7 separate regions of the Mus musculus genome follow, and all the other regions are linked to region 7. A link is a contact called in public HiCAR-type, HiChIP or PLAC-seq and promoter capture Hi-C data. All regions are on one chromosome and are shown on one strand. Each heading gives the region's core, a stretch centred on a gene start, on an enhancer-like site or on the middle of the called end of the contact. The rest is flanking DNA. Distances are from core to core; before and after follow the strand shown. Region 1 has its middle 180 kb from the start of Gm26146. Region 2 has its middle 83 kb from the start of Gm39388. Region 3 overlaps Gm39388 (a long non-coding RNA gene). Region 4 has its middle 23 kb from the start of Gm39388. Region 5 has its middle 29 kb from the start of Gm26126. Region 6 has its middle 34 kb from the start of 4930554C24Rik. Region 7 holds the start of Tent5a (terminal nucleotidyltransferase 5A).

Evidence for each region. Promoter capture Hi-C pulls out the DNA fragments that hold promoters and counts their contacts. HiCAR-type assays count read pairs that join an accessible place to other places. HiChIP or PLAC-seq counts read pairs in DNA pulled down with a chosen protein or histone mark.
Region 1: a contact with region 7 is called in an H3K4me3 HiChIP or PLAC-seq map of embryonic limb bud, with 8 times the contacts expected there. The contact joins the enhancer-like site here to the promoter of Tent5a in region 7. A contact is called at or near these places in 18 of 39 promoter capture datasets (the 3T3-L1 cell line, 3T3-L1-derived adipocytes, the C10 cell line and 9 more), 2 of 15 datasets of contacts at CTCF or cohesin (large pre-B cells and pro-B cells), 1 of 484 Hi-C or Micro-C datasets (embryonic stem cells), 15 of 115 datasets of contacts at active chromatin or transcription factors (acute myeloid leukemia, bone marrow-derived macrophages, craniofacial prominence and 9 more) and 3 of 9 other capture datasets (embryonic stem cells, liver and macrophages).
Region 2: a promoter capture Hi-C map of the HPC-7 cell line shows a contact between it and region 7. The contact joins the enhancer-like site here to the promoter of Tent5a in region 7. A contact is called at or near these places in 11 of 39 promoter capture datasets (the 3T3-L1 cell line, the C10 cell line, the HPC-7 cell line and 6 more), 6 of 115 datasets of contacts at active chromatin or transcription factors (bone marrow-derived macrophages, embryonic forebrain, embryonic limb bud and 3 more) and 2 of 9 other capture datasets (adipose tissue and embryonic stem cells).
Region 3: a contact with region 7 is called in a HiCAR-type map of kidney, with 8 times the contacts expected there. The contact joins the enhancer-like site here to the promoter of Tent5a in region 7. A contact is called at or near these places in 6 of 39 promoter capture datasets (the 3T3-L1 cell line, 3T3-L1-derived adipocytes, hippocampal neurons and 1 more), 1 of 15 datasets of contacts at CTCF or cohesin (large pre-B cells), 1 of 484 Hi-C or Micro-C datasets (uterus), 13 of 115 datasets of contacts at active chromatin or transcription factors (acute myeloid leukemia, bone marrow-derived macrophages, cardiomyocytes and 9 more) and 3 of 9 other capture datasets (embryonic stem cells, liver and pancreatic islet).
Region 4: a HiCAR-type map of kidney shows a contact between it and region 7, with 8 times the contacts expected there. The contact joins the enhancer-like site here to the promoter of Tent5a in region 7. A contact is called at or near these places in 16 of 39 promoter capture datasets (the 3T3-L1 cell line, the C10 cell line, the HPC-7 cell line and 10 more), 7 of 484 Hi-C or Micro-C datasets (the N1E-115 cell line, embryonic stem cells, nephron progenitors and 1 more), 15 of 115 datasets of contacts at active chromatin or transcription factors (SST interneurons, acute myeloid leukemia, bone marrow-derived macrophages and 10 more) and 2 of 9 other capture datasets (adipose tissue and embryonic stem cells).
Region 5: a contact with region 7 is called in a HiCAR-type map of kidney, with 5 times the contacts expected there. The contact joins the enhancer-like site here to the promoter of Tent5a in region 7. A contact is called at or near these places in 8 of 39 promoter capture datasets (the 3T3-L1 cell line, embryonic stem cells, frontonasal cranial neural crest and 2 more), 10 of 484 Hi-C or Micro-C datasets (the G1E-ER4 cell line, adipose-derived mesenchymal stem cells, embryonic fibroblasts and 2 more), 17 of 115 datasets of contacts at active chromatin or transcription factors (SST interneurons, acute myeloid leukemia, bone marrow-derived macrophages and 12 more) and 4 of 9 other capture datasets (adipose tissue, embryonic stem cells, liver and 1 more).
Region 6: an H3K27ac HiChIP or PLAC-seq map of heart atrium shows a contact between it and region 7, with 14 times the contacts expected there. The contact joins the enhancer-like site here to the promoter of Tent5a in region 7. A contact is called at or near these places in 15 of 39 promoter capture datasets (the 3T3-L1 cell line, 3T3-L1-derived adipocytes, the C10 cell line and 10 more), 4 of 484 Hi-C or Micro-C datasets (the AML12 cell line, the MC3T3-E1 cell line, liver and 1 more), 13 of 115 datasets of contacts at active chromatin or transcription factors (acute myeloid leukemia, bone marrow-derived macrophages, embryonic hindbrain and 8 more) and 1 of 9 other capture datasets (macrophages).

Annotation. Positions count from the first base shown.
Region 1 is chr9:84,367,567-84,371,251 of GRCm38.p6, forward strand. No RefSeq gene overlaps it. Among named protein-coding and RNA genes, the nearest start is that of Gm26146, 180 kb to the left of the region's middle. Within about 2 kb of position 1,830, at least 23 of the 459 cell types and tissues checked have an H3K27ac peak or open chromatin away from gene starts, as enhancers often do. A contact at or near this core is called in embryonic fibroblasts and embryonic limb bud, where this site is marked.
Region 2 is chr9:84,497,183-84,501,024 of GRCm38.p6, forward strand. No RefSeq gene overlaps it. Among named protein-coding and RNA genes, the nearest start is that of Gm39388, 83 kb to the right of the region's middle. Within about 2 kb of position 2,504, at least 9 of the 459 cell types and tissues checked have an H3K27ac peak or open chromatin away from gene starts, as enhancers often do. A contact at or near this core is called in the HPC-7 cell line, where this site is marked.
Region 3 is chr9:84,585,987-84,589,835 of GRCm38.p6, forward strand. The region is part of intron 1 of Gm39388 (a long non-coding RNA gene); the gene reads left to right. Among named protein-coding and RNA genes, the nearest start is that of Gm39388, 5.8 kb to the left of the region's middle. Within about 2 kb of position 2,020, at least 1 of the 459 cell types and tissues checked has an H3K27ac peak or open chromatin away from gene starts, as enhancers often do. A contact at or near this core is called in kidney, where this site is marked.
Region 4 is chr9:84,557,108-84,560,956 of GRCm38.p6, forward strand. No RefSeq gene overlaps it. Among named protein-coding and RNA genes, the nearest start is that of Gm39388, 23 kb to the right of the region's middle. Within about 2 kb of position 1,419, at least 1 of the 459 cell types and tissues checked has an H3K27ac peak or open chromatin away from gene starts, as enhancers often do. A contact at or near this core is called in kidney, where this site is marked.
Region 5 is chr9:84,677,185-84,680,649 of GRCm38.p6, forward strand. No RefSeq gene overlaps it. Among named protein-coding and RNA genes, the nearest start is that of Gm26126, 29 kb to the left of the region's middle. Within about 2 kb of position 1,442, at least 1 of the 459 cell types and tissues checked has an H3K27ac peak or open chromatin away from gene starts, as enhancers often do. A contact at or near this core is called in kidney, where this site is marked.
Region 6 is chr9:84,738,283-84,741,635 of GRCm38.p6, forward strand. No RefSeq gene overlaps it. Among named protein-coding and RNA genes, the nearest start is that of 4930554C24Rik, 34 kb to the right of the region's middle. Within about 2 kb of position 1,554, at least 4 of the 459 cell types and tissues checked have an H3K27ac peak or open chromatin away from gene starts, as enhancers often do. A contact at or near this core is called in heart atrium, where this site is marked.
Region 7 is chr9:85,325,308-85,328,804 of GRCm38.p6, forward strand. Tent5a (terminal nucleotidyltransferase 5A) reads right to left here and starts at 1,843. Exons shown (of 3, transcript NM_001160379.1): 1 at 1,736-1,843; 2 at 952-1,498. The coding sequence starts at 1,461.

The DNA of each region.
Region 1 (3,685 bases), core at 580-3,079, 960 kb before region 7:
AAGAAATGGACTTCTAAGTCCATTTGACCTACTAGAAATTTGCCTTTAATAATGTCCATCAGTGACTGATGGTCCAGTTCTTTTGAACTGGGACAAGCTCATTTGTTACAGTGGTTCATTGTGAGACACTACACCTATGTTTTGAGTATCTACATAAGATGAATTCTGTATACACTGCAATTTATAAATCACATAGTGCCTTGAGTACATGTTTCGAGATTCAGAGAACAACTGATTTTTAAATGTTGGCTTTTAGTTACTAAGGTTTTATGAAAGTTAAATTCTAAGTTTGCAATTGTCCCCATTGTTTATTGTGTGAAGTGTTGTATATCTCAGAGAATCAGGCCAAGTGCCATAGGTCTCACATCTTTGGGGAAACTCACTCTGTTCTTCCCCATTTCACATTCTCCTCAGGAGTTCAGCATCTTCAGAATGAAATGAGAAGACCAAGTTCTAGGTAACAACAGGCAGAGAGAAGCTTAGATCTCTGACCTCTAGGCAGATTCTTTAAATATGATGAATAGAAATTGAATAAAACAACTTCAGTTAGGGTAATTAGCATATGTCAACATTTGGGAACTTGTCATATTTTAAATGCAGTATAACATTCTGTGATGTAAAGTAATTCTGTGACCCATCAGAATATTGTTGACTGGGTTGCCTTCTCTCAAAGAGAGTTGGTCTGGTATCATAGAAGCATATTTATAATGGATCCATTAAATTTTTTTCTTATAGTATGATGCACTCCCATTGCTTGGACTAGGGTCAAATGAACCCTTAGCAGGCGAAGGCCTTTATTTTAGACACTGTTCCATAAGCTATGGTTCATCATCTCCAAAATGATGATGACTAAAATACAAACTGGATTGTTGGGAGGATAAGGAAGTATTTACAAGGGAAGTTTAATAGTAACATTTGTTATCATTGTATCCACATAAAAGTTCAAATCAATAAATCCTGATAAAGGTCATAGTGGTGTCAAGATAGAATTAAAGGAAAAAGGAAGGACTACGTAAACTAGATTTAAAACAAAACTGAAATCATCTCTGTGTGGTCCTGGACGAGCTAGCATCACTCCCAATGCAAGGCCTTGACTAGGTGATGAAGCTGGAAGGGGAGGAGGCAGCCTTGGGTGGGGCTGGTGCTAAGAGAGATGAGGAGCCTCTTTTCAGTCAGGCTCATTCCCCTGTATCCAGCTCTTGTCCTGGGAATTCAGAAGCCTTCCTGCCCTCTCAAAGTTCCAGTCAGAGCTAATGACCCCCAAGAGCTTACTGAACAGGTTTGGAAGGGGTTGTTCCTCAGTGTTCCCACTGTGGTTTACCTACTCCTCATATGTTGCTATGGTTGATCAAGGGCTAGCTTTCTCTACCAAATTAAAAAAAAAAAAGACTTTTTTTTTTTAAAGTGGAAATTCCAGCTCACATAAGGGCATGCACCTCATTATCACATGGACCCATAAATACCACTTGGGAACCTCAGCTTTCTCCTCCAGCTCACATAGACTGTGGGCTGGGTGGATGAGCATAGAGCTGTGATGATACAGGAACTTGATGGAACGGTTGGTATTCAGAGGTTCAATGGCCTTCAGTTCGCTGTCAGTGAAAATTGCTCTACATGGATGGCTATGAGTAAGAAATTTGTCAAAAGGTTTTGAAGGGGCAATCACAAATTGCTGATGAAAGTGGATGAAGCTATGAAAAAGATTTATGAAGACTGATTTAGAATTGAATAGTGTTATGAGACACTTTTGGAATTCCACTGTGTGGCTGAGGCCAGGAGGGAAGATATGAGAAACGGGTAGAGAGCACTGTGCATTGTTTGCCAGCAGACACATTAGGCCCTACAGCTCAGATCTCAGCTGTAAAATTCCTTGCACTCTGGGTGCATTGGCTGTGGGAAATGCCTGTGGTTTCCCCAGCTTGCCTCTCTCAGCAGGCTTGAAGGCAGCTAGTCTCAAAGGCTGTAAGAAGCCAATAGGAAAGGAAGCAATGAAACCTAATAATTGAAACAAAATAGAAACAGCAATGAAGTGTTAATTGAAACAGCTTCTCTTAGGAGACTGTGAATCATCCTAGAGTGTTAATTGTTCATTTCATAAGGAAAGTTGCACAGTGGCTCAGATTCTCCAATACCTATGGCAGAAATAGAGCCCAACGGTCTCCATAGGGATGGGAAAGGTTCAATGGTAGCAAGGTTGTCATTGTAAAGGTCAGATTTTTTTCCCTTTAAACTCAAATACCCATAGCAACCTGATACCAAATATTACTTTATGTTTAGAATTTTGTAGACTCTAATTTTTATTATAGACATAAATTGTATTATAGATCATAGTATTTTATTATTTCTTTTATTAATAAGGATCTTAAATGTTGAGTCAGATTCTGAAAATAAAAGGCAGAGCAGTTTTGAAGACTGCCTGTATTGCTTTGTACACTATAACATCTCAGTAGTTGTTTTTAAAGATGTAAAAATAATTTTCTTCTCTCTATATAATAGAGAATGTAAAATTATACAATGAGTAAAAGCACTACCCATGAATAAATTTTATTGCATTATATGGGAAATATTTCAATAAGATTTAAGAGTGAAATTAGCAGGAAGAATTACAACAGAAATGTCAGTCACAGAGTGATCCATGACATTGTCCATTCATAAATTTGGTATCCAGGCTACCATCTTTTTCTGGCTCCTTCATTAATTTCTCTTTAAGAATTAGGATCTGAACATCTTGTTTAAGGCTTCCTGAAGCAAGCTGTGCAGAATGTTAATGATCAAAACCAGAAATAGAGCGACCTTTAAAGCTGATGTTTCCATCACAACATTTAGAATTTTGAGCTTCGTAGCAAAACAAGGGAAATGAGGCTTGGCTGTTGCAACGCCTCAAACGTAAGGAAAGGGAAGTGGGTTTCAGAGTTTTGGTTGTTTTCCCTCTGATATGTCCTTCAGTGTTGTCAATCCTTACATAATTGTTTTGACCTTAATCATAACCAGGTGCATGTTTCTGCACTCCTGTGTGAGGCACCTGTTATTTTCTAGTAATGAAGAGTAAAGGTAAGAGCTAGGGCATACTATAACAAACTCCTTTTTGTGTTATTTGTCCCCTTTTCTTTTGCCTTTTCAACAAACAAAGCACTCATGTGAATTACACATGAAAACAATTACACAGAAAAATAAATTCCACCTTGCCTCATGATGACTAGTTTAAACTTTATAGACAGACTTACTAAAAGCACACCCAAGCTTACAGCAGACTGTAGTCATCTTCAAATGAATGGGAACAAGACTACTAACAATTCAGAATTAAAAGCATACTAGAACATAATGTCTAACTACAGGAGGCTCTTCACATTAAAGTCATTTTTTCTTATGTATAATTTATTTTTTATTATTTACGTTTTTCTTATTTATAATTAATTTTTAGGTTAGTCTACAAATGAACAGGTTTCATCATAGAATCTTTATACACATGTGCCATTTGTTAATCTTTCCCTTTCTTGCTGCTCTCCTCCATGGCTCCCACTGATTGCTTTCTTCTCCGAGTTAGTATATTCAATGCTATTCTATTACATAGACTCTGTTCCCTTAAGTCCACTTCCTTACCCTCACAATACATTTTCTAGTTTTGTGACCTACAAACACAGATATGTATATGTGATATATACATACACACAAATAGAATCTAGGT
Region 2 (3,842 bases), core at 1,254-3,753, 830 kb before region 7:
ATCTCAAAAGATAAAAATGAAATAATTTTAAAAACAGCTGAAATTCTCAACGAATAAATTAAAAATTATAACAGTCAACTGAATGCCCCCTGTCATGTGCTGGTGTAGGATTATCTCATAAGTCAAACTATAACCATGCTTTTTCCCTTCATTGTCTATTTTCCTCTTTTCCTTTTCCTTCTATTAGCTATTTGACACAGTCTTACATACATGTAACTGAACTCTAGTGCACACTGGTCTGTACCTTAGTAATTCAATATTGTACTATTCTATTAGTTAAATTTTAGCAAAGGAAGATTTGAGGTCAGTTAGGTTAAAGTCTGATGTCATTAATGATCAACAGCATAAGGAATATATTACATGCTTGACACACTGTTATTTCTTGGAGTGATAATAAATTTAAAATCAGCTTCAGATTTTGATTTATTTGTTTCTTTTTTAGTTTTGTAATTTTCTCTTTGTTATTTCCCTTTTATTCCCATTTATTTTATCACCCTTGTGAGCAGTAACTCTGGTCACATGGAGTGGCAGTTACAAGAACTAAAGTCCTAATGTGCCAATAACATCCTGTGAACTGCTGAGGCCAGATCTCTTTAAAGTGTTGAGGTCATCTTTATGAATGTATCCTGAGACCAGCATCAGCATATGAGAAGACACCACTGAGAACAGTCAGGTCTTGGTATACCATCCACTGTTTCTGATCTTTGCTCCCCTGATAATCTCAGAGTCTTTTTTCCATTACTCTAGATTCCATGTGTTGGATATCCATCATTTGGTGCAAAGAACAACTATTTCATCTTTTCTGGTCTGTTCCTAAGGAACTGTCTGTGCAAATGCAATGTTTGACACTTAAAGGAACCAAGGTCTTGACATAACAAAAGCCCCTGGGCTCCTGCTGCTCCTAACCTGACCTGAACTGCAGACCTCAGCTAAATAATCAATTCTTTCTTCCTTATTTGTACTCTGTAATGGTATTATTTTGTTTTTTTTTTTTTTGTTTTGTTTTGTTTTTTGGTTTTTTTTTGTTTTGATTGGCAGAAATCAAACATATTTTCTGGTTTGGTGTCTGCTTTCGTGTTCATAATGCTCCCTTGTGTGAAGTGGAGCAAGCAGAGCTTAAATGCAGTGCAGCTGGGTTGGAGCCTGCCAGCCAAATGAGTTACTCAAGTACTGAAGTTTTGTGAATATCTATTCAGGCAAAATATAGAGTATTTGCTATTTTAACTCGAGTATTATGACCAGATTATGAACTTGGAAATATCCTAATAGAGTCCTAACTTTACCTTCATGATAAGGAGAATGAGGGAACGTGTGTTAGGGTGAAGCAAACTTAGGAGTAGTAATACCAATGCATAAACTTTTGACGAAAAAGCTAAAAATAGGCGAGTAACTTATTCTCATACCTACCTCAATGTCATTCAGAAGAGATCAAGCTTGCTCCAAATAGTTAAAGGTGAGCAGGTTTTAGGTCAGAGGTGTCTGACCTGTTGACATTGTGATATGAAGTTGTTAGGTTGTATTCATATCTATCCTGGCACAAAGTCCACAAGTTGGACAGGTCTATGTGTAATCAGCTAAAGAAGAAGGTCACTTTCCTGCCATTCATAAGTTGAAGCCCTGATAAAACTTTAGCTTGAAAACCAGTAAAGCATTTTGGACAATTAAACTGAATTATTTAGGTTTTTGTTCAGAGTTATGATAATATTTATATATATACATACGATGATATTCCTGTATGCTTACTCTATCTACCATCTATGTCTGTATGTCTGTATGTATCTATGCATGTATATATGTTCGTTCTATCTATCTATCTATCTATCTATCATCTGTCTATGTATCTACTTATCATTTATCACAGTTTATTATGCATCCATCCATCTGTTTATCCATTTATCTATTTATGTATGTATCTATCTAAAAGGATTTAGTATTGGCATCGACACACATCATTACTGAATTTGAGAAATGCAAGATACACATTTTTAAAGATAGAAATTAAAATGTTGATAATAGGATTCGGTCTCTAATTTGGAACTACATTGTAATGATCTAATGGTGTATTCCTCATTGGGACCATGACCTCAGAAGAGATTAATGTAGTTCTTATGTAATTCCTTGATTCCTGTGCCTTTGAGTCCTACCTGTTGGTAAGACAGTGTTACATAGGCTATATGTTGAAATCATAATATATACAACAATTGAACAATCTTTGGAAAGCTTTACTATAGGCATTTAAGTACTTCTACCCAGGTAGCACTCTGTAGCTAATATTTAAGAAATCATTCAATCTATCTGGTTTGGCATTTAGCGAACATAAATGAGACAAATGAATCCTTTAAGTGTGAGACTATTGTCACACTCCTTGAGTTCCTTGGCCAGAGACAAAGCTACATTGAGTAAGTTTATGGCTGAAAGTTCACAGATAGCAGTGCATGCAGGGAAGAAGGGAAGTCCAAATCTATATGTCTACTCAGAATTCTTCCTGTCTGTGACCGCAGTTGTCTGATGTAATCATCCTGTCACCAAACAGTAGGCTCATCACCCTAGGATAACGCTGTATTACAGCTTCAGTGTTGGTTATTGTTACAGGAAGATTAGGCAGTTAGTTGTGGCTATTGCCAGGTCAGGCTTGTTGAACAGGAGTCTGTTCTGATGAACCAGGCATGGTCTCTACTGTGTTGCCATGGCTATGTTATTAGAGGCTGATTGGTCTCCACAGAGCAAGTGACTCATCTTGCTTATTCACATCCTCCTCTGTTGTGTAGATCTTTGGGTAAAATTTTACAAAATGCACCTATTCACATTTCTATTTTTTGCTATAGAGGACTTTGTTCACTACCTCACTCTCTAATATATTTGTTATTAATTTTGCCATCAAATTTCTTTCAAATTAAATGTACAGCTAGGCACACTGACCACAGTTATGGCAGCTTTGAAGATTTTTACTTACCACTGTCCTTCCGGAGTGAACCAGAGGAAGGTTGGAGAACTCCAGCTGTCTCTTTTAACCGGATAATGCTTCATAACTGTCAGCTGAAGTGAATATTCTCAAACAGCAAAGTCAGTGGCTGGACTGGGCATAGCTATGCCAATGTCAGGGAGAATAAGATAAGATGGTTTCAAATTAATGTTTTGACTTGAATATAAAAAGGGAGTTTGTTGGATTTTTCTGTTCCTATTGGTTTCATAGTCTGCATGCCTATGGATCTTGATAAGTGTCTTTTTTTTTTTAGTTTAAGGATACTTTATTTTATGATTTTGTTGACCATAGTTTATGTGCCTTTGACCTCGATCCTTCCTTCCCTTCTACTTCTTCTTCCTCTTCCTCTTCTTTACTCTTCCTCCTCCTCATCCTCCTCCCCCTCCGATCCTCCTCCTTCTCCTCCTCCTCTCCCTCCTCCTTCTTCTTCTATTCTTTTTTTTTTTTTTTTTTTTTTTTTTTTACTATTTCAGTCATTTAACTGTTTGTGTTCTTGTAATCTTCCTTCTGGCATTTCTTCTTATCCTTTTTGGGCTTCTCAACAATGTTTATTATTGGTATCTTGAAATTATTACCTTCTACATTTAAGTCTATTTTTCTCAAGGAACATTATCATGGGCATACTAATTTTTTTTGCATAGATTTATTGTCTTTGTTATTCCTAGTTGCATCTTTCTCATGCTGCCTAGGCATCTCAGGTTAAGTTATTGGTAGTGTTTCTGGGTAAAGAGACTCTCTTTTATGTTTAGTAGATTATTTTATTAGAGTCCAATTTTAAAATTTGTTTGAATATTTTGTATATAAATCGTCTTATAATTTATTATTACTTTGCATTTGTACACACAGTAATCGGTTTCTT
Region 3 (3,849 bases), core at 770-3,269, 740 kb before region 7:
CCCCATTCTTTTTAATGGCTTGACTTTCCTCTTCCACTTCTTCATTTTCTTTTCCTCCTTTCTCATCCTCCCCTTTTATTTTGTATTTACTATTGTGTATGAGCTTAACTTGCTATTTAATAGGGAGTCATTTCTGCTTTCATTAACATCACAACAGTGGATATTGAGCATCAAATTTCTAGAAACACTGACCATTTGAAATGGAACCTTAAAGAGATATTCTATATTCTCTGCACAGGTAAACTTTTGAGGACCTTAATAGTCTATGCACCCCAGCTTGAACTCAGAATAATACAATCAAACTGGAGGCTAGATTAAGACATTTGAATGTTTTTAACTCTTTCTAAGCCACTTTGAGTTACCCTTGTTCTTAAACTCCTTTGTTTTGAAGAATAGATTTGTGCCAATGTGTGTTATGTGTCATCTTTGATCCTTTTTGTGACTAGTTATGTCTAGAGTTCAGTAATGACAAATATGTAGATTTAGTTATGTTTTAGATTTGAAGATTTTTAGTTGCTTTTCAGCTTTTATCCCTCTTCAACCTTAAATTCTCTATGGCCTAAATTACAGGTACATGAAATTTCTATTTTTTTTTTCATGTCTCATGGGTTCCTAGACTTAATGTCTCTAGATTTCATTACAGATACTTTCTACAGTTCTACCTCTCAGTTTTCTAATCTTTCTTCAACCACTGATGTATCCTGTGTATTTTTCATTTCATATGTTATGTTTTTAGCTCTAGAAGGTTAATTTGAAACTATATTTCCAAATTTCTTTAAATTTAAAATCCTGTGCATTATATGTTTAATAGATGCTTCAATATCCTTATCTATTGGGACTGACTTTGTTTATACAGTATTGCGGATTTATACATTTTCCTACTTTTTAAATCATGGTAACTGTTTATTAGATGTGAATTCTGAATTTGGCTTGGGTATTAAATATTTCTGTATTGCTATGAATGGACTTGAGCATTATTTGCTGCCTGATATATGTTATCATATATACCACATCTCATATATTTATCCAGTTCAATGTATTTTAGACAAACTTGTTTCTCAAAAAGACAAAATAGGAAGTTCAAGCCATCTCACTTGACAAATCAGTTGCAGTCTAAATATTCCTGAACAGAATGAAAACATATATTAAACAACACAGAAAAAGTATAGGCATTTTTATTTATTGAGGAAAAGAGAAAAATGTATTTCTCTTAGAAACCTTGAATATAATTGTAGTTTCATATTCTTGGCATAAAAGAAATCAGGGTGGAGCAAATGGGAGTTGAGCAACAGTCTAATGATGAAAATCATAATATATTTAGTCTGTTTTTCTCCTTTGTCTGGTTTTCATGCTAATCTACTTGGTGCAGAGGCACTTATGCCCTTTTCAAATTCTCGATGTGAATGATATCCAGTGAAGGTATGTGAATGTACAAAATACCAGCTGATAGGTGGGAAAGAGGCATTTAAAGCTGTAATCAATTTTTTCAAAGGTGATTTATGGCTTTAGATTAAAACATTTTACATTGCAGAGTGCACTAGTTATTATAAAACCAGTATGCATTAAACAGAAAGGTAGATAGAATGGATCCATTTAATCTACCTTTGTGGAATCAGAAGTAGTTGGCTGATGATTTGACATTGGAAGAAGATTGCCATGAATGGTCCTGTGATGATACAATAAATAAGGTGGGAAAATAAATTAATCACCATACTGGATCCATTGAAGAACATTTCAAATTTGCCTTTTTTTTTTTTTTTAACAGAACCCCATTGACCAAAATAATCAGGCTTGGTTTTATAGGACAGTGCTAACATTCATGTTTTTACCCTACAGAATGTGTTTTGCCACCTGATTTTTGTTCTATTTGTCTGAGTTCTGTGTAAGTAGATTTATGAATACTTAGAATTCCCGTTGTTAGTTTAATTGTTCACTTTTTAGTCACATAACTTAGTTATATTCGCATGCCTAGTTCAAAATGGACCTTTAATCCTTGAACCTAACCTTCGAGACTTTTAGTAAGGAACACTATGACATGTCACCTCTGATGCTGGACAACACAGGGCAGCCTGCTATGAGTGTTGCAATCCAGATTTATCCCTCCTCATGAATCTGTGTTTTGAATTATTTTTCCCTTCGATGTGTTAGTTCTTTTTTCCAGCTTGAGTCTTACTTTATTTTCCTTGCTAGGGCCCATTTTATTATTCCAGCATTTCCCAGTTTAGTATCATCTGCAAAATGCATTAAGACCCTGTTTACTTCTTTGCTGAGGTCTCTGAGACACAGAGGCTCATAGACGTGGGGTCAGTATATGCATTTGCTTTTCTCTCTTGCACCGTTTACTGCACTGGCTTGTATAAAGCAGTGCTCAGCCTACTACCCAGGATTTCTATGGATAAGAGAGTTTTTTTTTAAACTATATTCATAACCCATAACAGAATGGGAAAATAAGATAGTAGTAATAAATTCCTCCTTTTAAATTTGGACTAAAGTTATCTAAAATATTTATTAATTATCCCTCAGTGCATGTTCAGACCAGGCTAAGCAGAATGCAGGATAAAATAGAAAGAAATCTTTGACGACTTCTCTTGAGTAATTTACAATTTAAGTAAGAATGGTGTTCATATTCTCTATTTTTTCTTTCTATCTATCTAAATATGTATACCATATAATATTATGTGTATATGTGTGTGTGTGTGTGTGTGTGTGTGTGTGTGTGTGTGTGTAAACATGAAAATCCAGGAGGATATACAATCAGCTGTTGCTCTGTGTGTAGCTGAGGGCATTTATGTGTTAGCAAACCAGCTTAAGCGAATTCTGAGGTCGTTAACACAGCAAATCTGTGCTTTTCCAATGACTTTACACACACATGCTCATAAACACACAATTTTTTATAAACTCATGATAAATGTATATGAGATCACATAAGAGAAACTATCTACCTTGCAGTATACAAACACACACACACACACACACACAGATGCACACAGACACACACATTTTTAAAAATTCAAGATAAAGTACAGAAGGTTATATAAGAGAAAAAATATCTACCTTGCATTCCATTACTGACACATTAGTAAACTAAAGGTCATTTAGTGAAAGAGCTTAAACAAAATTCTGATCTCAGTGTTGCTGGGCAGGTAGTGCAGAGTTCCAGTTATGCACATCCAGGGCTACCTCTTGAAGAATCTCTTATAAGCATCTCTGTCAATAAAACACTTGTGGCCAAAGAGCTGAGGCAGGAAATAGGAGGTGGGACATCCAGCAGGAATAGAGAGAATTCTGGCAAAGAGTCAAAGATGCAGGAGATTTGCCCTGGGATGTTGAGATGGACATAAAGAGACAAGGACAGGATTGAACTCAAATTAGAGTAAAAGGGACAATACATTAAGAACAAGTCATAGAATGAGCTGAAGCTCATGGTCTAAGCATTTATTAGTAAATGTTTAAGTTCAGAGTCATTATTTAAGGAACTAAGTTGCTGGGAGGAAGACAATAAAGTTTCAACCTCTCCAGGAAATATGGAAGTGTATACAACACTTCCGCATTTAAATCTGCAAATGTAAACTTTTTTTCCTGGCAACTTTTCTTGGAGATTCAGGTTTCATTTTTCTTAGAGATGAGAAATGAGGAATAATTACTGAGAAATATTTCATGCTCATTAAATTACATACAACATGAAATATTTGTCAAATTCATTGACAGGATAAAATATACTTTTCTCTTCAAACATAGATTTATTTCATTGAACTACGCATTTTCCTTGCTAAAAGTAAATATAACCTTTTAAAAGATGTCAATTAATTTATTCTAGTGAATTCAAGGATTTTGCATCCCTCACCAATG
Region 4 (3,849 bases), core at 169-2,668, 770 kb before region 7:
TAAGAGAAGATGGACAAAGGTCCGGCCTGTGCTGCTTTCTAACCTTGCAGGAAAAGTGATCTGATTTGTCTACATCTCAGATGAGTACAGCAATTTTACTTTCCTGTTGACCTTGTAGCTCTTCCTATGAGCAAATCAGAAAGTGACACTTTGTCTTTCTGAGCAGACAGAGCTTATTTTGTGAAATGACTAGCAAGGAGACTCATCGTTTCTCTGAACATTCCCTCTGAGTAGTTACTTGATTGTTCCTACAATTCTCTACAAACAGGAAATAAATGTGACATGTCCACCTTTCTGTTAAAAATACTTAATGTCAAAACAGGTAAAAATTTATATCTCCCCATTTGATTTTTTTTATATAAATGTGTAAATTAGATTCTTTGATCTTATTTCTCATGACTTATGGATATTTTGTATCTTTTAAACAAAATCTAATTCTCACAGATGCTCTTTTCAAAACATTTTTTAAGGGAGAGAAAAAAGGGAAAGAGAATATGAATGAGGTGTTTATATCTGCCTGTGCCTGAGATAGGCTGCCTAATTACATTCAGGGATAAAAAATGTAGTTGGCCTTTGCTACTTTGTGACCCCCCCATTATCCACTGCCTCCCCAGTTTCACTACCTATCACTAGATAAGGGAGAATTAAGGATAGAGGGAAGGAAGGAATAGGGAGAGATCTCTAGATTGCTAAATCTAAGTTCTTTGTTCATTTTTCTTCTTTGAGCATGACTATTATAAAACTATAACCAATCCTTCTGAAGGACCAACAACCACCCACTATAGGGGCTCTAGCATTCATATACCCTTTGAAAAATTCACAGAATTCCAAATATACCCATCACAGAAACCATCTGAAGCTTGGAAAACTGTGCTTCTGCTAGAGCATGAGGCAAATCATAGTCAGCTTCTGTGAAGCAGTCCCATGTCCCTACACCTGGGATTAAAACAAAAACATATCCCTATAAAATTTCTCGGTTTCTTTAAGGAACTCAAAGATTCAGAATTCTTACCACGAGGAAAAGCTTTATCAAGACAATTGGCAAGAGAGAAGGTGTCTGGACAGAGGTCTCATGAGAAAAAGATCTGAATTATGTTTCAGGAAGTCTAAGACCTGAGCATCCTGCAAGGATATACAAATAACTGCAGAGAAATCTGAGGTTCCAGAATATCCTAAGGCATCAGTGCCTTTCTAGCTGAGGTCACCGAAAATGTCAATGGAATATTTGCTTATGCATGTACACATCCTGAAAGCATCCACAGAATTATTCTACTCTTGCTGATATAAATCATGTCATTTAAATTAAGCAGCATCAATGCCATAAAACTCATCAGCAAATGACCTAAGCTCCCCTCTGAAGGAGAAACACCCAGCATTCCAAGAGTCACATCAACTGAGACGCTCAATTTATGACTTACTTGCCAGACATGTGATTCAGTTTGATGCCAGATGTTAGGTAACAGTGACCTGTGGAAACCTGCCTGAGGTTTTAGTGATATTATTCCCTCTAAAGTTAAGTTTTGAAACATACTAGACCTTCTTTTGAGGTTTTCTTCTCTACTCTCTACCTAATTCTCAGTTGTGAACCTCTGGCTCTCAAGGTCAAGGTCTTAATCTTGCCTATCTAATTCCTAGATTCCACAGGTACTTCAAGTTAAAAACACAACTGGATTGATGCTGTAATACACATATGAGTAAGAACATGTGAAAAATTTAATCGTTCTGGGTCTGGACTAACTCACCCGATATATTTTCCAGTTTAGTCTATATTAACGAGTGTCATAATTCTATTTTTCCCTACAACTGAGTCAAATTCTGTTGTGTACATGTAGCTAATATCCATTTTTTATTCATCAGTTGATGGACATGTAGGCTATGACATGTCATAGATATTGTGAATAGGGAAGCCATGAAAATGGATAGGATGCTTCTGTGGTGGAGAGGGGGCAGAAAGACCTTACAGAAAGGGAGATAGAAAAATGCAGTTGATATGAAAAGGAATGATGAATACTGGAGAAGAGGTTTTAACAAGGGATAAGGATGGGACAGTAAGACAGATGGGATAGTGAGGATAGTGAGGATAACTACCACTAAGGATATTTGAAAAGAACTACTAAATTATACACACACACACACACACACACACACACACACACACACACACACACTGGAGCTATCCTAAACAGGGGGAATGCAGAAGACATAAGTTGAAAATGAAAAGCCTAATGGCCATCATTGAATACCTCACACTTGATATTCTCCAAATAATGACTATTGTCATTTCTCTCAGGCAACCAGCAGAAGTGTATGGGAAGTCACACTTTGGTCCCCACACATGAAAAAAGCAAGCGATTAACAACCAAGAACTTTCCTGCCTCCTGAGAAATTTTCATAGTCTATTGAAGAGATGACAGGCTGATGGGGAAAAATGTCACAGACTCTTTCACCCAGCTGTGAACACTTTGTACAGCAATAATGACAGGTGTGGCAAGATATGCCTATGAGCGCAATAATGTCATCAATGTTACGGGATTAACCACCCCACAAGAGGAAATGCATGTCTAGTACTATAAATGAGGGTTGTCATGCTCGAGGAGCACATAGATCTTGGCAATTAATCTACTTACTATTATTTTGCTAAATGGATATATTATCAAAATGCCCTCCAAACTTGTATCTCTATATTAAAAGATTAGTGCAGCTCTAGGATTTCACCAGCAAAGTTCCTCTAACCAATGAATGGTTGTTAAAATAAAGACTCACAACTGCTTTAACTGCAGAGAATAAGCATCTGTAGGCTGCTCAGTTACAAACGAGACATATCTATCACACTACCTCCCCCTGACACTTGGGGATTATCAAGAGAGAGGGGAGCAAAAGCTTGTAAAGATCAGAAGAGCCAGAGATTGGGGAGAAAAAAGACAATCGAGTATCCTCTGGACTTAATGGACTGCTATGCTCTATTAATTGACAAAAATTGTGGTTTATTGAACATGATCAATCCAGGCAGTGTTGCAATGTGGATGGGTAGAATCTCAGGATTTTTTTTTTGTCTCTAGCTTGGGAGCTATTGATGGTTGATGGCTTTTTGGAGAGTCAGCTTCCTTTAAAGAACTGCCTCTTGTTATATAAACCAAGCTCCTTGTGTGTGTTCCCACTCTTATGAGTAAATGGGCAGTTCAAGTTGGACTGGGTAGAGTCTATTAAATGAATAAATGAATGAATGAATGAATAAATAAATAAATAAATAAATAAATGGAAGATATAAACTTAAGAGAGGGGAACATGGGGGATAGATAGATCTTGGAGGGAGGAATAAGAATGATCAGAGAACATCATATAAATGTATAAAATTCTGAAAGAATTAAATAACTATTATATGAGAAACATCCTTGCTGTCCATAAAAATTTCCCGTATTTCCTTTGTTAAAACTTGTACCAACAAACATTTTGCTTGGTGTTTCTGCTTGTAAAGCAAAGGAAATACAATTTCACTAGTTATTTATGCATTAAGCTAGAAATGGGCATTTGTCTTCTAACTTGATCCTCACAGCAGATCTGGTACTAAACCTACAGAGAAAGAAACTAGTGGAGACATGGAGATAATTTGCTTAGGACACCAACATCATAGGGCATTGGCTGAACCAAAACCCAGCTCTATCTGATTTCAAATTTGATATTGTTCACTACATTCTTTAATATTTAGTACCTGACTTTTATGAAAGGAATTGTGACAGCCTCATTAGAAAACATGGTTACACACATAAACAAGAGTGGTGCCATGTTTTTTGAGGCTGTGTCTTTCCCCTGACAATTGTGGAAGTGACCAAGCATGCAAACACAGATGCA
Region 5 (3,465 bases), core at 192-2,691, 650 kb before region 7:
GGATGATCAAATTAGCTGGCAGGTATTGCTCATGAAAATATTGAGCAATCTTTTGCAATTTTGTGCTATCAGTCACAATGTCTTCCTCTTCATCTCTGAGGTTATTTGAAATTTTCCTCTTCTATTTCGTAGCGAAGTGTTTGCCAATTTTGTTTATAGTTTAGAAGAGTTAGCACTTAGGTTTGTTAATGTTTTTGTTTTTTTTACTATCTACATTCTCTATTTCACTTTTTGTTTTGTTTTTCTAGTAACTTTTTTTTTTTTTTTTTTTTTTTGGCACAGGTACTGAATACAATCAACCTGAATGCCATTGGCTGCCGGCCTTTAATTTTGGTAAAGTATGTCTATACTCTCAATATATTCAAATATTTTGATATTTTCTTTCTTGATTGCTTATTCAAACCATTGGTCTTGAACTGTGGGTTAATTAATTTACATTCACTTTTTATAGTTTCCAGTTTTCTTGCTAGTGATGTCTACTTTCTTATATTACAGTTTAGACTTGTTTTGTAACTTATCTGATTATATATTGGAGAATGTTCCATGTGGTAATGAAAAGAATGTGTGTTCTTGAGCTGTTGCATGTCATGTGCACAACCATTTGCTATGATTACTTTAAATAATCATGCTGTCCTTGTGCCACCCTCATTTCCTTGTTGAACTCAAACAACACAAATATTTGACCTTTCGATGTTGTCCCAAGATTTCTGAGTTCCTGTGGGCTTCCTTCATTCTTTCTGATTAGTTTTCTTTTCTCCCTTTCCAAATATGTATTTTCAGCTTGTCTTTACATTCAGTATTCTTATTTCCATATGATTTAGCATGTTGATGTATCTATCATAATTTCAATTTTCATATTCTAAATTTATCTTAGTGATTTTTCCATTTATTTATTTATTTATTTATTTATTTATTTATTTATTTATTCACTTTACATCCTGATAACAACCCCCTACCTCCTGGTTCCCCCTCACATAGTTCCTCCCTCAACACCCCCTCCCCTTCTCCTTTGAGAAGGGGAAACTCCTGCCGTGGGTACCAACTCACCTTGGCACATCAAGTCTCTGAAAGGCTAGGCACATCTTCTCCTTCTGAGGCCAGACAAGGCAGTTCAGTTAGGGGAACAGGATCCATAGTAAGACAACAGAGTTAAGGTCAGCATCTGTTCCAGTTGTTAGGGGACCCAAATCAAGACCAAGCTACCTTTCTGTTACATATGTATGGGGACCTAGGTCTAGCCCATGTACACTCTGGTTCAGTTTCTAGTAATTCCCAAGGGTCCAGCTTATTTGATTTTGTTAGTCTTCTTATGGAGTTCCTATCCCTCTGGGTCCCTCAATCTTTTCCCCAACTCTTCTAAAAGACTCCCTGAGCTCTGTCTAATGTTTGGCTATGGCTCTCTGCATCTGTTTTGGTCAGCTGCTGGATGGACAAAGGGCAGATATGCTAGGTGCATGTCTGCAAGCACAGTGCGTATCACTAATAGTGTTAGAGATTGGTTCTTGCTCAGGATGGGTCTCAAGTTTTCCACTTTAATTTTTAAATTAATTCCATCCCCCTGTTAGTTTTTAAAATTATCTGTCAGCCTTTTCCTAAAGATTATGTTTCCTTTAAGCAGTGGTTTAAAATCTTTATTATGTATTTGTTACAATTTGGGTGTTTTTAGACAACTCTTTTAATCATTAAGTGAGGTAATAAATGATTTTCCAAGTGTGTTTTTTTAATTCTTCATAAGTAATCTGATCTTAATGTGGAAGGAATATTCCAATCCTCTTGATCATGTTTGCATGTCCCTGCACGTCTCCTAATTCTAAACAGGCCATTTGTTTCGTGCTTTTTCTTTTCCTCTGTGCCTGTAATTCCTTCTGCTTTTATTGACATGATATCACTCCTGATGTGTTACAGTTTGAGCACAAGTCCAGGTCTGTCTGAAATCTAAAGTTGGGTTGTAACACATGACTCAGGGAGTGCCTGGAAGTATAGTCCAAACTTCTTCTTGGCACTACAGTGGAAAAGGTTTCTTCTGACCATTCCCTATTGTTGAGCAAGATTGTCTTTAGAATGTCCACGCTGATCGATGAGGTACTGGGATGAGACTGTGCCCTTTACTGACTACTGTGCACTGCTTAATGCCGAAGTCAACTCGTGGCCCAAAGAGGCTTCAATCAGTCTCAGGTTATGTTTATCTGAATGAATATGATAAATTAGGTATGGTTATTTCTACTTGGCAATGGGGTTGGTTGTTCCTGAGGTTAAATACAGAAGCACTAATCAGGAGATGGAAGTTTTCTGATGTGTTCATTATGAGGTTGAACTGAATTTCAAGTCACAGTTTTGTGATATCTAACTTCTCTTACCTCCAATGAATGCAGTGTTTCTCTATGCTTCCCAATGTTCAAGTGGTGTTGGTGAAGATAGTGTGTTTATTTGGTTTGCCACAGTGCTGATGATGAGCTGGGTCATGTGTGCATCTCTTATCTTCAAGGTCCTGGAGTGCTTACTTATGGATAGAAATAGGCCCATCATATTCGATGGAGGGTATGAAGTAAAAAAATGTGAGCCTGTGGCATAATATACAGGTTTCTACTTGACACATGTGCCAGTGTAGAGACTAAATCTGCATACACTAACCAGGTAACACTTGTGCTACCTAAGTTTGAGAATGTTTGGGATAGTTATTCAGTCACAAATCTGACACTAAAGTAGGTTCTAACAGAGGCCCGCAACTAGAGATACTGGTACAATCTCAGGATAGGGTGGTTCTTCAAGAATTTTCTAAATCATAGCATGATGTAGGCTGAAAGTCAAGTTTATGTACTGACATTATATGCAGGTTCCATTTATGCTGCATCACAGAGACTGAATGTACATGAGCAGTAGTATGAATATAAAGACTACTTATGCCTAATACTTGGTCTCACCACAGCAGGCACACCTCTCAGCCCCAAGACAAAGTCAGTACTAACTTTGTGAAACCTTCCCCATCAGTGCAGTCTTGTATCCTCTGTGATAAATGGGAAAATGTTTGAGGGAAGAAGGCAAGCTCTTGCCCAATTCAGTACCAAGGCTGCTGGTGAGTATTGCTGTAAAGACCACAGTGGCAGAGCTCTGCTTGGTACTGTGCATCTCTGTGACAGGCCTACTACATTTTATATATAAGAATTGAGCTCCATCCCCCGACTCCTTTCCCAAGTAGAAGATATCCTTGTTCACCTTGGTTGGAGTTGAAAAAGGAACAATTTTTTCCTTCCTGTTTTCTGTAATGCTTGTTGTAGTAAAATCAAGCACTGTTTTCTTACTTTGTGTCCATAATTTCAGTAAAAGAAAGCTGGTTAGTGTTTCATGTAAAACAAATATGGTCACAGTAAACTTGTTATGAATATATTTTTTCATATTTAGTATTCTATGCATATGCATTTTCTTTTGGGTAGATCTTTATCTCTGTGGCATGTATTTATAACTGTG
Region 6 (3,353 bases), core at 304-2,803, 590 kb before region 7:
TGTCTGGGTTCTTTTTTCTTGATATGATGAACAAATTTATTTACACATACCTTTTTTTGATTTTTCATGTCTTAAAGGATGCTGTTCTGCAGATATTATCAGAAAAATATCAAATTTACAAGAAAATGAAAGGAAGTATATAACCCCTTTATTATTTCATCTACGACAGAAAAAATGTCACAATTGGAACACATCATTGGCTTATTATTCATGATCTTCATCCCTTGAGATATCATAATATAGAAAGCTAAAATATTTACTGAATGAAAATCTTACCTTAATGTCCCAATTTAAGACTGCCCAAAGAATAGCAGACACAATTTTATATACGTCACTTCTATGTCTTATAATACTATGTTTCTGTGTTACTTTAACTCATTATATCTAAATATGCCTTTTAAATTTAAATTTTTTGATTAAATACTTAAAAACAGAAAATAACTCAAATAAATTTAACTAATATTGTGTGTTCTATCAGTCAATAAAGGCTGAGAAGATTGAGATGGGATAGAATGTAATTTAAGAATTTGGGAAGTGTATGAGTGGAAAAAGTGCTTGACATATAAAATCTGAGATAATCTTTTTCTTGCCGAAAGAATAATAGGTAAAATTTGATTGATAGTACTTTTGTCTGCTGTGGTAATTAAGGATTGTCTATCTAGTATTTTTTTTTCCTGTTCTGTATGGCCTCCTTCCCTTTGTAATTACAGGTTGTCATACAGCGATATGAGGCTTCGAGAATGATATCTAAGGCTACTTACTTTGAGTGCCTATACTAAAGGGATTTGCATTTTTATTAACTTTTCAGATGAAATTCCCCAATGATCTTACAAATATAGATTGCATTACATACACCATTCTTTCTTCAATAATTTAACACTTGAAGATAGTTTCAAAAGATTGATTGAGGGACAGGTGTTACAAGCTGAAAACACAATTGATCTGTGGGGCAACACAGAGAAATAAATACCAGAAAGCACTGGTGGACTGGATAATTTTCCTCAGCAAATTTTCATTATATGTGAAAATTTATATGAGGTTCCGAGGCCCAGGAAAATTACACAAAGCAATCCCATGTTCCCCTGCTTTTTCAACTCCCACCCTCCTGGCTATTTGTCCTTCCAAAGGAACTTCTTGTTCCCATGAAATGAGTCAGAGACCAGATGGGAACACTAATTTACTTTTAATGAATGTGTGTCAATCCACAAGCAAAGGGACTCTGTCATCCCGGAAGCTTATCTCCTAGTGGGCTTAGTGTCTTGGCAGGGTTATTTCTGCCTGTTGATCCTTCTACCTACTTTGTCTTACTGAAGTATTTTGTTCAAAATCAGCATCTTTCAATGTACCACTGCATTTAATATAAAGTCTATCATCTAGACTTTTCTAGAAAAATAACACATTAACATTGCATATTCAACGTGGGAGTTATCAAAGTAATGAATGCTGATGCTTTAGAGAGTGAAAAAAGGGCACTCTGACCATCGCAGATATGGTCAGCATATTGAACAGGAACGGTGGTTTTTTTTTCCCCTCTTAACTGTATCCTGGGATTTCCACTAGGCCAAGGAAGAAGTAAATATCACTCTTCTTCACACCATTATTAAACAGAGTTCATGGGGTTTATCCAAGTCTGTGCTGATGAAATTCCATGGAGAAAATAACTTGGAGCTGGAAGCCCTCCATTTCAGATTCCTTGCCTTCCTCTCACCCTTGATACACACTTAAGTAGCTGATGTTTCTCCCCAGTAGAAGTCCTAATTCCTTCTTCAGTCTTAAAGTGAACCAAAGCAAGGTCAGCTTTCGCTTGATTGGCTGTTTATCAATCAAATCAGGAGAGAGACTTGGTGATTTCAACTCTTCAAATTGACCCCTTTTCTCATTTTAACTAATTGTGAGCTGTTATCTATGCACCATCTGTCCTTATTTGTGGTGTATTAAGGTTATAGACATAAGGTTGTTTGTATCCAACACTTATTTTAAAATAAAATACCATTACTTAAACACTGAAAATGCAAATCAGTGGCTAGAACAAAAAAAAAAAGTGTTTCCTTGGAAAGATTTTGTCACACTGAGTGGTTAAACTTGGAATCATCTTGACAAATTGAATCAAGTTTTGTGTACAGGATATAAAAATGTCCATCTGGCTACATTATTATTTTTTTAAAGTACTTAATAGTCTGGAATGGAGCAAAGGGGAATCTGGGTTTCAAGCTCCATCAGAATTTGGAAAGATATGTTTTTGACCTGACCTTTGAGCCTTTGGCCTGCCGAGAAGAAACAGAAGAAAAGAGCCAGACTTGTTCAGACATGGTTCACTAGGAGACAATTTGACCTTATTATTTTGTGTTCAGGCAAAACAAAGCTAAGGACATTATAAACTACTTTAGTCTGGATAGTTTTTCAAATACTGTCAAAATGTTTGTCATTGATCTTAAATATGGGAGGGCTGCCCGAATTTAAAATGCAAAGGAAATTCATGGCGGGGGGGAAGTATGAAAGGGAATTATGTAAGTAGTTTGAAAATATATCATACTCATCAGGTTAGAGATGAAGAAGAACTGATTGTGTATACTAGCAGGTTGCAAGGAATCCTTTGTTTTATGTGCTTTAAGCAAGACCATGTGTATATGTGCCCCACTAATTTATAAAAAGAGAGAAGAAAAAACAGAATAGAAAGTACCCAGGCATTATGACTAAGTCTGGGGAAATCTAGTCTGAGTGTTGGAGAAATAATTATCAATTTATTCAGTTTTAAAATGACTTTAGAAGTGGGAGATGGTTTTATTATCTTGAATGCCCATTACTTTCCATGCTTCCCACCCAACAGAGTATGCCTCCTACATATTAAACTTCATATTATGTAATCATTGTAGTATAAGCTCAAAGTTATTCCTCTAGACGTTGTAGAATCATCAATATATTATAGTGAGAACTCCACTACATGCATATGTTAACCAATCATAACACCTGCCTCAAGATATCTCAGCAAGGAACACACTGATGGTGGCTGATATGCACAAGTAATAAGCAAGTCAGCAAGCAGGTGCCTGGAGGTGAGACAAGTTGGAAGAGATGAGGACCATCAGAAGGAAGCAAGCAAGGAGCTGCTAGAAGTGAGTAGTATTTTGCTGAAGAAAAAAAGGAAATATCTCTTTGGTGGGTCAAATATCAAAGAGTGTATTTGTTAGTATGGTACCAAAACTTTTAATCCTAAAGGAGTGGGACCAAGGTAATGTAAACAGGAATGCTAGAGTTACTATAGGGCTAGTGGAAGTCCTAGCACTGGGTATGTATTGTATTATACTCCAAGACAGGGTCAAGGATGGTTATGTCTTTCCGTTAGACATTACAAT
Region 7 (3,497 bases), core at 593-3,092:
AGAATTATTTTGCTCCTTCCTGTTTGTTTTGTTAAGTTTCAGCAAAACACTACCTACGAGCTTAAACGGTCTTCGGAAAACAGGGGAAAAAATACATTTAACGAGTAGTTTTGCCGTCTGGGAAAGAGACTAGAAGTAATAGTTTGAGGCTTTTGGCAGACACAGCAGCATACTAAGACGTTCTATTGTCATGTCTGAGTTCAAATGTTATTTTTTGAAGATGGTCTAATGGGCACAATATTCACCCAGTATCCACAGAGAGACAGACAGTGTCGTGAGTTGGCCTCTCTCAGCCTGGTCTCCAACCACCCCGTTCTCCTCCCCCTTAGGCAATCAATCTTATCAGTCGAGTGTGTCCCTCCAGCGACACTCTACAGTTACAGCCAAAGAGGAACTAAATTGCCTTCAGACAACTTTAATTAATTATACAAAACGCCACCTAAACCGAAGGGGAGGGGCACACTATTACACCCTCGACTCTGTGAATTAACAGGGAAAAGCATCAAATATCTTAAACGCCGAAGTCAGTGGAGTATGGATCGATTCACATTTTCCAATATAATAAAAACCATTGACTCAGTTCTGCTTCAGGCTGCTATTTTTCCCAAAGTCTAGATTACAAGATGACTCAAAAAAATTATTTACATCATTCCATCCTTCCACCAATCACGTTATACTCTGGACAAGAGTCCAGCAAGGAAAGTCAAGAGTTAAACCATAGAGAGAAGGAAGAGAAGGAAACGCAGAGGAGGAAGCACAGAGTTGTGGCGCTGGATCTCCCAGGAAACTAAAACACTCCACACCACTCACGCGCATTAGTGCGCTCGTGAAAAAAAAATAATAAAAAAATAAATAAACGAACTCACTATGGCCATACTGACGGCAGTCAAGGCAAGCTGGGCTTGCTTTCTCCCCACCCCTGCTCTGCCCAAGCCCATCAGGTGGCTTTACCTTGAGAGTGAGCGGTGTGATCTTCTCCTTGTTCACCCCTTCGGGCAAGAAGTCTAACAGGCAATCCAGAACGACGTCCTTCACAGTCTGAAACTCCTCTTCCCCACGCAGGTCAGCGCAGAAGATGAGGTCCAGGTCCTTGTAGCCTAGGCCACTGTCCTGGTGCAGGACGTGACTGGCGGCTGAGCCGTTGAGGCGCACGTCGCGGACACCTATGCCCTTCTCTTCCAGGCGCCTCCTCACCACCTTCACAATCAGGCTTGGCTGCAGCTCGAGCGTGGGGAAGTTGCCGCGCCCGTGGATCGGGATGGTCTCGCTCAGAATGCCGTCCAACCGCTGCACTTGCTCCCAGTTCAGCACATTGCAGTGCGCCGTGGGGCTTTCGCAATAGTCCGAGCAGCGGTCGCCGAAGCTGCTGCCGCCGCCGCCGAAGTCACCACCCAGGGGGATGTAAGGGCCGCCGGTCAGCTCGTCCTCTGCCATGGCAAAGTACCCTTCGCCCTCGGCCATGTAGTGCCCTCCGAAAGCCACTTGGCCTTGGTCAGTCCTAAGAGGAAAGAGTGGATTTAGGGGAGCGGCAGAGAGGTGTGCGGGTGAGGGGACAGGGGTCCCGCCGAGGGGCCTGGGCTTCCCCTCCCCGATCGTGACGCCCATAGTAGCCCTCCTCCCCCAACCCTCACCGACCCCAATGCCCAGCCGCGCGCCGCGCCCCGCAGAGCAGCCCCGCACCAAAAGTATCTCTGATGCATCTGGAAAGCACAAGCGAGAGTCCCGTCTGTGTCACCTGGAGGCGGCCGCCCCTTCTAGGAGCGCAGGCGAGCGAGGAACCGCGAGGCGGACACACTTCGCAGGAGCTGCGAGTGCGCTCCCGGCAGCGGCCCGCGACTTCTCCGCGCCGACCCCCGCCGCGCCCTGAGCGTTCCCGCCCCTTGCCCGCGCCCCGCCCGCGCCCCCGCTGCGGTGGTCTCGGAGGTGGCGGCTCTCGACGCCGCCGATGCCACCGCGCACACTCGCGTCTCTGGAGCTTTAGCAGTTGTGCGGGGGGAAATGTCTTCAGTACTTTTTTTATACCGGGCTTCTCCGCGCTTCCGGGGCCCCAGCGCGCAGCGCTCGCCACACCCTCTCATTTGCATAGAGCACCGCCCCCAGCGCTGGGTGGACAGTCGCCGGAGCTCAGAGCTGCTGGAGCTAGGCCAGGGTGCGCAGCCCCTGGCTATGAGCACAGACAGATGCCTGTGGCTCCTACGTGTAGATTTATCCATTTCTGCACGTCCACACACGCGCGCGCGCACACACACACCCCTAAAGAGGAGACACTTTGCCTCAAATGTGATAGATGGCCATCAAAACCGGATCAGGGTTAAAAATCACGCAACTATAGAAACTTCCCAAGCCTAGCCTTCTGGCCGGGTGGAGCGCGTCATTGCCGCGTAACTGGGTCTCCTGGAGGTTCCCTCAACAGTGTCCGTTTGTGGCTAGACCGCCGATTCCACTCTGGACCCTGGGCCAAGTGTGGTCTCCAGAGGCAACTGGTCACGCACGTCAGTCTCTGTGAGGGAGGGGGAGGGTTTGCTGAGAACTGAGTTTCGATTCTCGAAACCTCGAGAAGTGCTGGTGGGGGGGTGGGGGTGGGGTGGGGAGTCCGGTACCAGCCAGCCAGCCTGAGTGCGCGTCCAGCTGCTGCCCGCGAGCTGGGCAGGCGCGCGTCTCCTATCACACAGCTCCGCGGGCTCGCGGCCAACCCGCGGGGTCTCGGAGCGCAACCCCAGCAGTGCACGAAAAGCGGCCGCCAGGGTGGCGGTCCTTCGGCTCAGACTTGGGAGAAGCGCGTTCCTCGCAGCCTCTAAGGTTCTCAGTTCTTAAGCGGATAAAACGTCAATGATCAAAGTAGGCTCTGGCTTCTTACCGGCCATTAAGGGCAAATTTAAAAGACGAGAAGTTTCTCCCCCTCCAGCTTCAGTCGCCAGTGGAGTGCTTAAGGGTTGGAAAAGGTTATCTCTGCGCTCTGGCACCGCACTGTTTGCTAGAAAGCTCCCTGCTTTCGCTTGTCCACTTCCTCCGCCGCCCCGCTGCTGCCTCCGTTCAAAGTAATGCTTTGCAGTCCTTGATCCAGGTAGAGGCTGTGAGCCGAACGAGGCAGTCAGGGTAGAGAGGAGAGGCCCTGAGATGAACAGCCATTACCCCCATGACCCTAGACAACTTCAGAGAATCAGCCTCTGAATTTAGGGAGCCCTGGTCTAGAAGCCCAACCTGAGTTGAGGGATGGGATGCAGGGGTGTCGCCCACGCAAATCTAGCTGCGTGACAACGCCGCCCCCTGCTGGTGCCCCGTGGAGCTGTGAGTCCACAAAATGGAGAAACTAGAAGCCAGGCTTTCTTAGCATAGGCCGAACCTAGGCCAAATTGGATTGAGCGATGAAAAGGAGACTTGGATCCCAACCTTGTTCTCAAATCCCACTGCTTCCTTTCAGGACATGTCCAACCATGAATGCTACCTAGCAACACATTTTGTATATATGAAATTGTCTGTGTATATGTGCTCGCGTG